Regions from separate parts of the Sus scrofa genome. Here regions 1 and 2 are each linked to region 3. A link is a contact called in public HiChIP or PLAC-seq data. All regions are on one chromosome and are shown on one strand. The core of a region is the stretch at or near the end of the contact, and the rest is flanking DNA. Distances in the headings are between cores, read along the strand shown. Region 1 has its middle 11 kb from the start of N4BP1. Region 2 overlaps LONP2 (lon protease homolog 2, peroxisomal). Region 3 has its middle 52 kb from the start of SIAH1.

Region 1 (2,700 bases), core at 130-2,629, 170 kb after region 3:
GCTGGCACAGAGATCTGCAAAATCGAAGACTTCTCCGCAGAAGCAGAAGGGTGGAGGCCTGCTGTGGGGCCCCTCCAGCACCGGCTGGCTGAGGTCTGAGGACCTGCGCACCCTGAGATGCTATCTTGCTTTCAGGGCCGGGCAGGCTCACAGGAAGCCAGGTCTCCACCCTGTTCCTCCAGCTTCCAGAGTAAAAAATAACTTGGGCAGTTTCCGGAAGCATATGCATACTGCAGGAAGGACGTGGGATAGCAGTCAAGGTTCCCTTTGTTCTCTAAGGGGGCAAAACGCATAGCCAGCTCTCCCCAGCTCCCCTCCCCACTCTCCCATCCCCACCTCTCGCCTCCTCTCATTCTGAATTCCTGGGAGAGAATTTCCTTTGTGGCTCAGCAGTTAACGAACCCGACTAGTATCTGTGAAGATGTGGGTTCGATCCCTGGCCTTGCTCAGTGGGTTAAGGATCTGGCTTTGCTGTGAGCTGTGGTGTAGGTCGCAGACTCGGCTTGGATCCCACACTGCTGTGCCTGTGGTGTAGGCGGCCGTTGTAGCTCCGATTTGACCCCTAACCTGGGAACTTCCATATGCCGAGGGTGCGGTCCTAAAAAGCAAAGCAAAGCAAAACAAAACAAAACACAGAACTCCTGGGAGAGCTTGTACTGGAATCCCAGAGTTTTTCCTAAGTGTGGAAAGCACACCACTGACGGGATGGCAAACGATATTCATTGGGAAACAGCCAGGCTTTTAAGGAATTGTAATTGTAATGTGTTTATTTTCACGGTTCTGTTTTTGGCAAGAAATACCAGACTCCCAATCATTGTGGCAATAAAATGCTTCCCTTTTAATTGTATTTGACTTTTAAAAATGAGTTGATTTTAAGAAAAATGTTAACCGAGTAGTAACTCGGGTAGGGTGGAGATCTGGCCAGAGAAGAGGGATGAAAAGGACCCAAGTGCAGGAAATACTCAGCTCTGAACCCAGGACATCATCCTGGATGCAGGGATGGGCTCATAGCAGCAAATCTTTTTGGAAGAGCCACGTATGGGTCAAAGGGCAGCCCAGGCACCGGCAGGACAGAAGTCTTGACTCTGCCTTTCTCCGTGGGGGCCTGCATGAGCCTCCCGGCTCCCAGCCGAGTTCCCCTTTTCTGCAATGAGGAGGTTCCGGGCCCTTCCAGCCGACGACGCATTCTCATTCTTTCACTCTCCTGCCAGCCAGAGCTTAGACCAGGAGACGGTGTAACAGGAAACGATTTCACAAGCACAAGTCGCCTCGCTATCAAATATTTATCGCGCCCCTCCGCGCACGGGGTACCTCTACTCTCTCTAGGAAAGTCTTTTTATAAGCAAGGCTTTCTTGATCCAGCCTCCACAGCCCAGGGCGCCACCTGCTGTCCCCACGGCGCCAGTGCAGCCTCCGATTTTCGAGCCCCCTTCCCCGGGAGGGACAGGGAGAATCCCTGGGAAATCCGGGGACGCCGATCTTTTGGGAGGAGGTAGCGAGGCCAAAAGGGGATGCAAAGTAAATGGATCTCGGTGATGGGCAGAAAAGCCTCCCACGGATTGGAAGGGACCTCGGAGGGAACCGAAGGAAAGTGGTCAGCCGCAGCGCTGGCGTCCCGCCGTGCTTTTCTCTGACAAAAACGCTCACAACTGGCAGCTCCAGGCAACCAAGGGGACTGGATCTGCTCCCCAGCACAGCCCAGAGTGTGGAGAGAGCAACTTGGGAGCTGCATCAGAAGCTCAATAAATGGATGACGAAGCTCAGTAATTGGGACACTGCACTCTCTTTTTGCTGCTTTAAGTGGAGAGAGAGGCTATACAAGATTCAAGGTACAGAAAGGGCAATCCCCGGCCCCGTCCTCCCAACACACACAAGGAAATAGCTCCCTCAAGCTCTCTTAGCAGCCTCAGCGAGGCCTCCTCTGCTTCCAGAATGACATCTGCAGGTCAGTCGGCCTACCAACCCCCACCCCCAGAGCACCAAGCCCGCCCCCTAGTGGAAGCTAGAGCAAATGTCTCCAAATCTCCTTAAGTTTTGCAGCTGAAGGGTGGGGTGCAGTGTAGGAGCACAGACTCCCGGCCAAACGTGTTCTATCGCTTTGGTCTGGGTTGGCGGGGGCAGGGCGGGATGCATTAGAATAGGAGTGCTGTGGTCTTACCAGTAGGTTCTGGGGCGGTGGGTTTGGGGTGGGGTCCAGGAAGGCACCCTCCAATGACTCTGGCCCTCCAAAGGTGGCACACCACTGCACTGGCCAAAGGCCCTCCTTTCTCCAGGATTCTTCCAGATGCGGTGAAAAAAGACCCGTGATTGCGGGAACTTACTTTGGGAGACCTACTACCCCTGGGGCTTTATAAGAATTCTCATTCAGTGCTCACCACTGCCCTTTGAGTGGCGCCATCTCTCTGGGGAAGGGTTTTAAAGAAAGGGGAGACTAAGGCTTAGAGGATTCCTTCGCTTGCCCCAGACTCGTAAATGGCAGGGACCAGGTTGGAATTCAGCGCATTCTGATTTCCAAGCACATGTACTTTTTTTCCTATTTCCGTGACAGTGATTCTCTTGATTTATCTTATTTGGGCCTAATGATTTTAAAGTTGATTTTCAAAATAGGTGGTACAGGAATGTGGCTCAAAAATATCTAAAAAAGTGATGAAACATACTTAGTACCATTGCACAGCAATATGACTACATGTAACCCTCCTG
Region 2 (2,768 bases), core at 211-2,710, 150 kb before region 3:
TTGTCTTTTTAGGGCTGTACCCGTGGCATATGAAGGTTCCCAGGCTAGGGGTCCAATTGGAGCTGTAGCCACTGGCCTATGCAAGAGCCACAGCAACACGGGATCCGAGCCACGTCTGCAATCTACACCACAGCTCATGGCAACGCCGGATCCTTAATCCACTGAGCGAGGCCAGGGATTGAACACGCATCCTCGTGGATGCTAGTCGGGTTTGTTAACCACTGGGAACTCCGACAGATTTCTGTTTTAAATCTTCACTGAAATTGATATAAAATTTGTTCACTTTTTTCAAGTGAGTATACCTTTGTGTATGTGGCTGTCATTAAGAGAACTGAATCTAAAGAAGATAAAAATTTCTTCTTTTTTTTTTTTTTCCTTTTTATGGCCACACCTATGGCATATGGAAGTTCCCTGGCAAGGAGTCAAATGGGAGCTACAGCTACAGCAATGCCAGATCTGAGCCACATCTGTGACCTACACTGTAGCAATGCTGGATCCTAAACCCACGGAGCAGAGCCAGGGATTGATCGCACATCCTCATGGATACAACATCAGGTCCTTAACCCACTGAGCCATAATGGAAACTCCAAGAATTTCTTTTCTTTTTTTTTTTTTTTTCTTTTTTTTTTCCTTTTTAGAGCTGTACCTGAGGCACGTGGAGGTTCCCAGGCTAGGAGTCGAATTGGAGCTACAGCTGCCAGCTTATGCCACAGCCACACTTGGGACCTAAACCATGTCTGTGACCTACACCACAGCTCACAGAAACTCCGGATCCCTAACCCACTGAGCAAGGCCAGGGATCGGATCCATATCCTCATGGATCCTAGTTGGGTTCCTTAACTGCTGAGCCAGGAAGGGAACTCCAAGAATTTATTTTCTTTATTGAGTCTTTTGTGAAGGGAGCTTTTGTATGTGTAAGTATAAGGTTTTTAGAAATGTATGGTGCATATTGAGGTTATAATCATTGCCAAATAAAAAGTATGTGAATTTGTCTTTTGAGTCATTCTGAAAGCCTGATTTCCGATACACCTTGCTGGTAAGTAAGTACTCCCTAGCCGTCACTGTACCAGACGTTTCATTAAACACTCCAACAACCTGCCCTTGTGCTGTTGGGGTCTTACTCCCCACCCACCCTCTCAATTATCAAAGCCTGGAGAAAATTACGTGAAAACCGGTTTGGAAGCAGGTAGAGAGGGGGCTGTGGTTAACTAGAGGGATGGAGGGATTGGGAGCAGACTGTGCGCCTGTGTCAGAGGTAGGGGTCGAGGAGGCGACTGGAGGGGAGAAAGAACAGTAGAGGATTAGAGCATGACCAGGGGTGGGGTGTGCAGGAACAAGTGGTTCCATGTGACAGTTGAGGCATTTTGGGAACACCCAGGTCATGGCATTTAAGTACTGGTCACATGCTCACAAGCAGAGTTCAGGCGAAGTTTTGTTTTTGCTCAGCCTGAGTAGGCAGCACTGTTCTGCAGCCTTAAAATAGCCAGGGGAAAACAGAGCTGCTTTCTGTTGTCTGTCCTGCTTATTCTCTCGATCCTGTTGTTGACTTTCCCTTTTTGCCCTGCATGGAGCTCCAGCCTTTTGGTAGAAGTACCTGTTTATGTGAAGGAAGATGCTAATACATTCGGAATTGATTTTAAAATCAACCTAAGACATGTCTTTCAGCGTGAAAGTGATCACGAGGCGGGAGATGGGGAAGAAAAAGAAAGACTCGCTTTACGTTTAAATCTGAAACTGGGAACATTATAGGGATCCGACTAAACATTGGCCCATTGTTTTGGTTGATATTATTTTGAGTGGATTAAAGGAAGAATAGTCATATTTATGCTGCATATTAACTAATGCATTTTTTCCAGTCTTAGCCTTTCTCATTTCTCATTATCTCCGTTGGGACTTTTCTAACTACCTTATAAGCCACAGAATGTCTGTTCTCATCTGTCAGTTTTTATGACTTACATTTTTATTTTTAAATCAGTTCATAGGCAGTAAGTATAAAGTGACTTCTTTTAGAATGAAGTTTTATGAAATCATGTTCATGTAACATTCTTTTCTCCATTAGCTGTTCCTCGGTGAATTATATTACTCTTGTGATAGTTCTCAAGTTATTGGTGACGGTAATTCTTTGGAAGTCGCTTACCAAGTGTTTGTTCAGATGATAAAATTTTATCGCTGCCAGGAATCCTTGGCTCAGTTTTCAAACAGAAGAGAAGAAAAATCAACTTTTGCCTTCTCCATTCTTAAATTTTCGTCTGTAACCCGAAATGGCCATGCTTTAAATATTAAATTAGCTCTTTCATTCTTAATCTCTACAAGGGAAAAATAACTGAAGCAGCACGCTTTTAATATATATTTAGCCTAGTGTGCCAGACACATTGCAGTGTGCTCACTAGCCTCCTTATAACCTGTATTTGCATACAGCGCCTCTCTGCCTCTAAACCTTACCGGTTTCTCTTGAGGCCCCAACGCAAGGCTTCCTCCTTTAAGATAAGTGCAGTCGGCTGTGCCCTGCTCTCCTCTGCACTGACCACTTACTGTCTGTTGTGCTCTTTGAATGACTAAATAATACAGGCCTCTGGCATTGCTAATACATACCTGGAGAGAGAAAGTGTAAACATATGAAGCAGGAGCTCTGTAGGATAGGGGTTTTCCCACACCTTCTGCTCCTTTGTGTCACCCGGTGCTGTCGCCACCGCACCAGACATGGCCGAGTAGTAAGTGATCCCTAAGTGCTGTGTGCATTCAGGTCAGATTAAAATGTGATTACGTGT
Region 3 (2,763 bases), core at 247-2,746:
TTGGAGAGAATCCCTTCCAGCAAGGGGGCCTCAGGAAATCTTAAGATGCCCACAGGAAAGGAATGTCGCCGGCACATGTGGCTGCTTCAGCATCAGGCCACTCTGCTCCTTGGCTCACCCACCCTGGAGCTCCTTTCTGACCCTCTCTCTAATCACGGCCACTTCCAAGGAGAAACTGACAGCAGGGTCCTAGGCAAAGTGTTGGAGTCTGACCTTGGCCTTGCCCTCCTCAGATGGAGCGCCCTCCTCCTTAACTCTCCCACCTGGAAGGTATTTCCACCTGCAATTGAAAGTGGGAACTGTGAGGAGTTCCCGTTGTGGCTCAGTAGGTTAAGAACCTGATGCAGTGTGCATGAGGGTATGAGTTCAATCCCTGGCCTTGCTCAGTGGGTTAGGGATCTGGCGTTGCCCCCAAGCTGTGGCATAGGTCGCAGATGCAGCTCAGATCTGGTGTAGCTGTGGCTGTGACGTAGGCCTGCAGCTGCAGATCTGATTCCATTCCTTGCCTGGGAACTCTCATATGCCACAGATACAGCCCTAAAAAAAATATATTTTTAAGTAGGACCTCTGTGCAAGCCTTCAGATTCTCAACAGCACAGCTCAAAAATAAGAGAGGGAATTAGGTCACATAAAACCTCCTATTTTAATGGCTCTAACGTAAGTTCCATTGTGTAATCTCTCTCTCTGTTTCTTTACATCCTGGCTATTAAGGAGAGGTCCCACTGGACAGAGGAGAACACACTTTTTTTTTTTTTGAAGAGCTAGTAGAAAGGAGTTAGTCCCACTTACCAAGCAAGCAGGGGAAGAGTAAGGTCGAGTCTGGGACTGTTTTTTTTTTTTTTTTTTTAATCTTTTTAAGGCCACACCTACGGCATATGGAGGTTCCCAGGCTAGGGGCTGAATCAAAGCTGTAGCTGCTGGCCTACACCACAGCCACAGCAATGCCAGATGCAAGCCGCATCTGTGACCGACACCACAACTCTTGGCAACACCAGATCCTTAACCCACTGAGTAAGGCCAGGGATCAAACCTGCATCCTCATGGATACTAGTCAGGTTCTTAACCCGCTGAGCCACAGTGGGAACTCCAAGGCCGGGACTGTTAACACACTATGGATTTCTAGGGGCATGTGATCTCTTGATTACTCCTCCTCCTTCCTCTATATTCTGTTTGGGTCTTCACATGGATGAAGCTGGCTGGAGCCTTAGCTTTGGGTGACTTTCACATTTCATTGATTTCTTCTGACTGGTGCCTTTGTAAACACGTGGTTAGCTCACTGCTTCTCTGTATCGGGGTCTGGAAACCACTGCAGGTCTTTCAACAGAGGGAATTTGACACAAGGAATTGGTTATACAGAAAATGGGAGAGATGAGAAGCTAAATAGGGACCAGTGAAGAACACAGCTTGGCAAAAGCAGGAAGCACCTCTTACCCAGCCAGAGCCAGGGCTTGGCTGGCAGAAGTTAGACCAGGCAAGGCTCCTGTGGGCGCTGGCCACGTGGAGTTAAGGGCTGTTCTGCAGGAGTCGGAGCCCATGAGGGCTGTCCTATGAGAGCTGGAGCCTTAGAGGGGACATGACCATGACTTAAGGTGCCACCTACGGTGGAGCGAGAGGGGAGAAATGACCGTCTTTTCCCCTCCCCCTGTTAGCTGGTCTCCTACCAGTTCCTCCCATTGGGCAAAGTTATCTGGAAGCCACTTGGCTAAGAAGCCCAGGAAATGCAGCTTCCTGTAATACAGAGAACAGCGGAAAGGCAGGGAACAGACCCGGGAGCGCATAATGGGCACCATCTCCAACAAGCCAAGCGTGCTGGACCAAACAGCTAGGAAATAGCAAAGCCCTGAGGAAGCAGGGAATTAAGCAAACCCCGTGCAAAGCCTTCCCACTGTGTCCCAAAGTGTGGGTGAGGTGCCAGAGCTGAGGAAGGTGGCCAGCAGACGCCACGGGGCATCAGGAAACAGCGTATCTGTGGGTGAGAAAGCGGGTCTCTTTTCAATCTTCTTTCCCATCTTTGGATCGTTTTTAAGGAGAAAGCCTCTATGGGATGCTAACAGATCTTTAACCTCTCTGCGACACATGCTCATCTCTCTTCTCAACTTGCAGAGACAGTGATCTCAGGTCTAAGCCTCTGGCTGTGTCATAGATGATGCTGGCCTGCCCAGATCCCCTTGACCCAGTTGAAGCTCACCTCCCAGCTGCTGTGAGTGTTGGCTGCTAACAGGTTACATCCTTCTCTCGGAACATTGCCTCACCTGGAAATAGGTGAGAGTGATAACATCATCCCAGGGGCCGTCTGCAAGCAATGACTGAGGGATGCAGGAGACAGGACCCAGCATCATGCGTCAAGGTGGTTCAAGGCCATGGTGCCATTTCTGTTTCAGAGTTCCTGGGCTGAGGCCAGACCTCAGCTGAACCCACACCCTTGCGTAGCTTCCTTCTGTATCTCTCCACCGTCACCAAAAGCACCCCTCCCGATAAAGCACTTATACACAAATCTAAAGGAATCTAACATAGCAGACAACAGGATCTAGCTGGAATTTAATAACTTTTTCTTGTTTTTTTTTTCTTTTTAAAGGTTTTATTGAAGTATAGTTGACTTACAATGCTGCGTTAATTTCTGTTGTACAAAAAAAGTGATTCAGTTACACATACACACAATCCATTCTTTTTTTTTTTTTTTTTTTTTTTGTCTTTTTGCTATTTCTTGGGCCGCTCCCACGGCATGTGGAGGTTCCCAGGCTAGGGGTCGAATCGGAGCTGTAG

Evidence for each region. HiChIP or PLAC-seq counts read pairs in DNA pulled down with a chosen protein or histone mark.
Region 1: a contact with region 3 is called in an H3K27ac HiChIP or PLAC-seq map of alveolar macrophages. The contact joins two enhancer-like sites. A contact is called at or near these places in 1 of 47 Hi-C or Micro-C datasets (alveolar macrophages) and 1 of 2 datasets of contacts at active chromatin or transcription factors (alveolar macrophages).
Region 2: a contact with region 3 is called in an H3K27ac HiChIP or PLAC-seq map of alveolar macrophages. The contact joins two enhancer-like sites. A contact is called at or near these places in 2 of 2 datasets of contacts at active chromatin or transcription factors (alveolar macrophages and skeletal muscle).

The regions. Positions count from the first base shown.
Region 1 is chr6:36,109,505-36,112,204 of Sscrofa11.1, reverse strand. No RefSeq gene overlaps it. Among named protein-coding and RNA genes, the nearest start is that of N4BP1, 11 kb to the left of the region's middle. Within about 2 kb of position 1,379, at least 47 of the 83 cell types and tissues checked have an H3K27ac peak or open chromatin away from gene starts, as enhancers often do. A contact at or near this core is called in alveolar macrophages, where this site is marked.
Region 2 is chr6:36,434,218-36,436,985 of Sscrofa11.1, reverse strand. All of the region lies in intron 7 of LONP2 (lon protease homolog 2, peroxisomal), which reads left to right. Among named protein-coding and RNA genes, the nearest start is that of ABCC11, 27 kb to the left of the region's middle. Within about 2 kb of position 1,460, at least 40 of the 83 cell types and tissues checked have an H3K27ac peak or open chromatin away from gene starts, as enhancers often do. A contact at or near this core is called in alveolar macrophages, where this site is marked.
Region 3 is chr6:36,284,439-36,287,201 of Sscrofa11.1, reverse strand. No RefSeq gene overlaps it. Among named protein-coding and RNA genes, the nearest start is that of SIAH1, 52 kb to the left of the region's middle. Within about 2 kb of position 1,496, at least 2 of the 83 cell types and tissues checked have an H3K27ac peak or open chromatin away from gene starts, as enhancers often do. A contact at or near this core is called in alveolar macrophages, where this site is marked.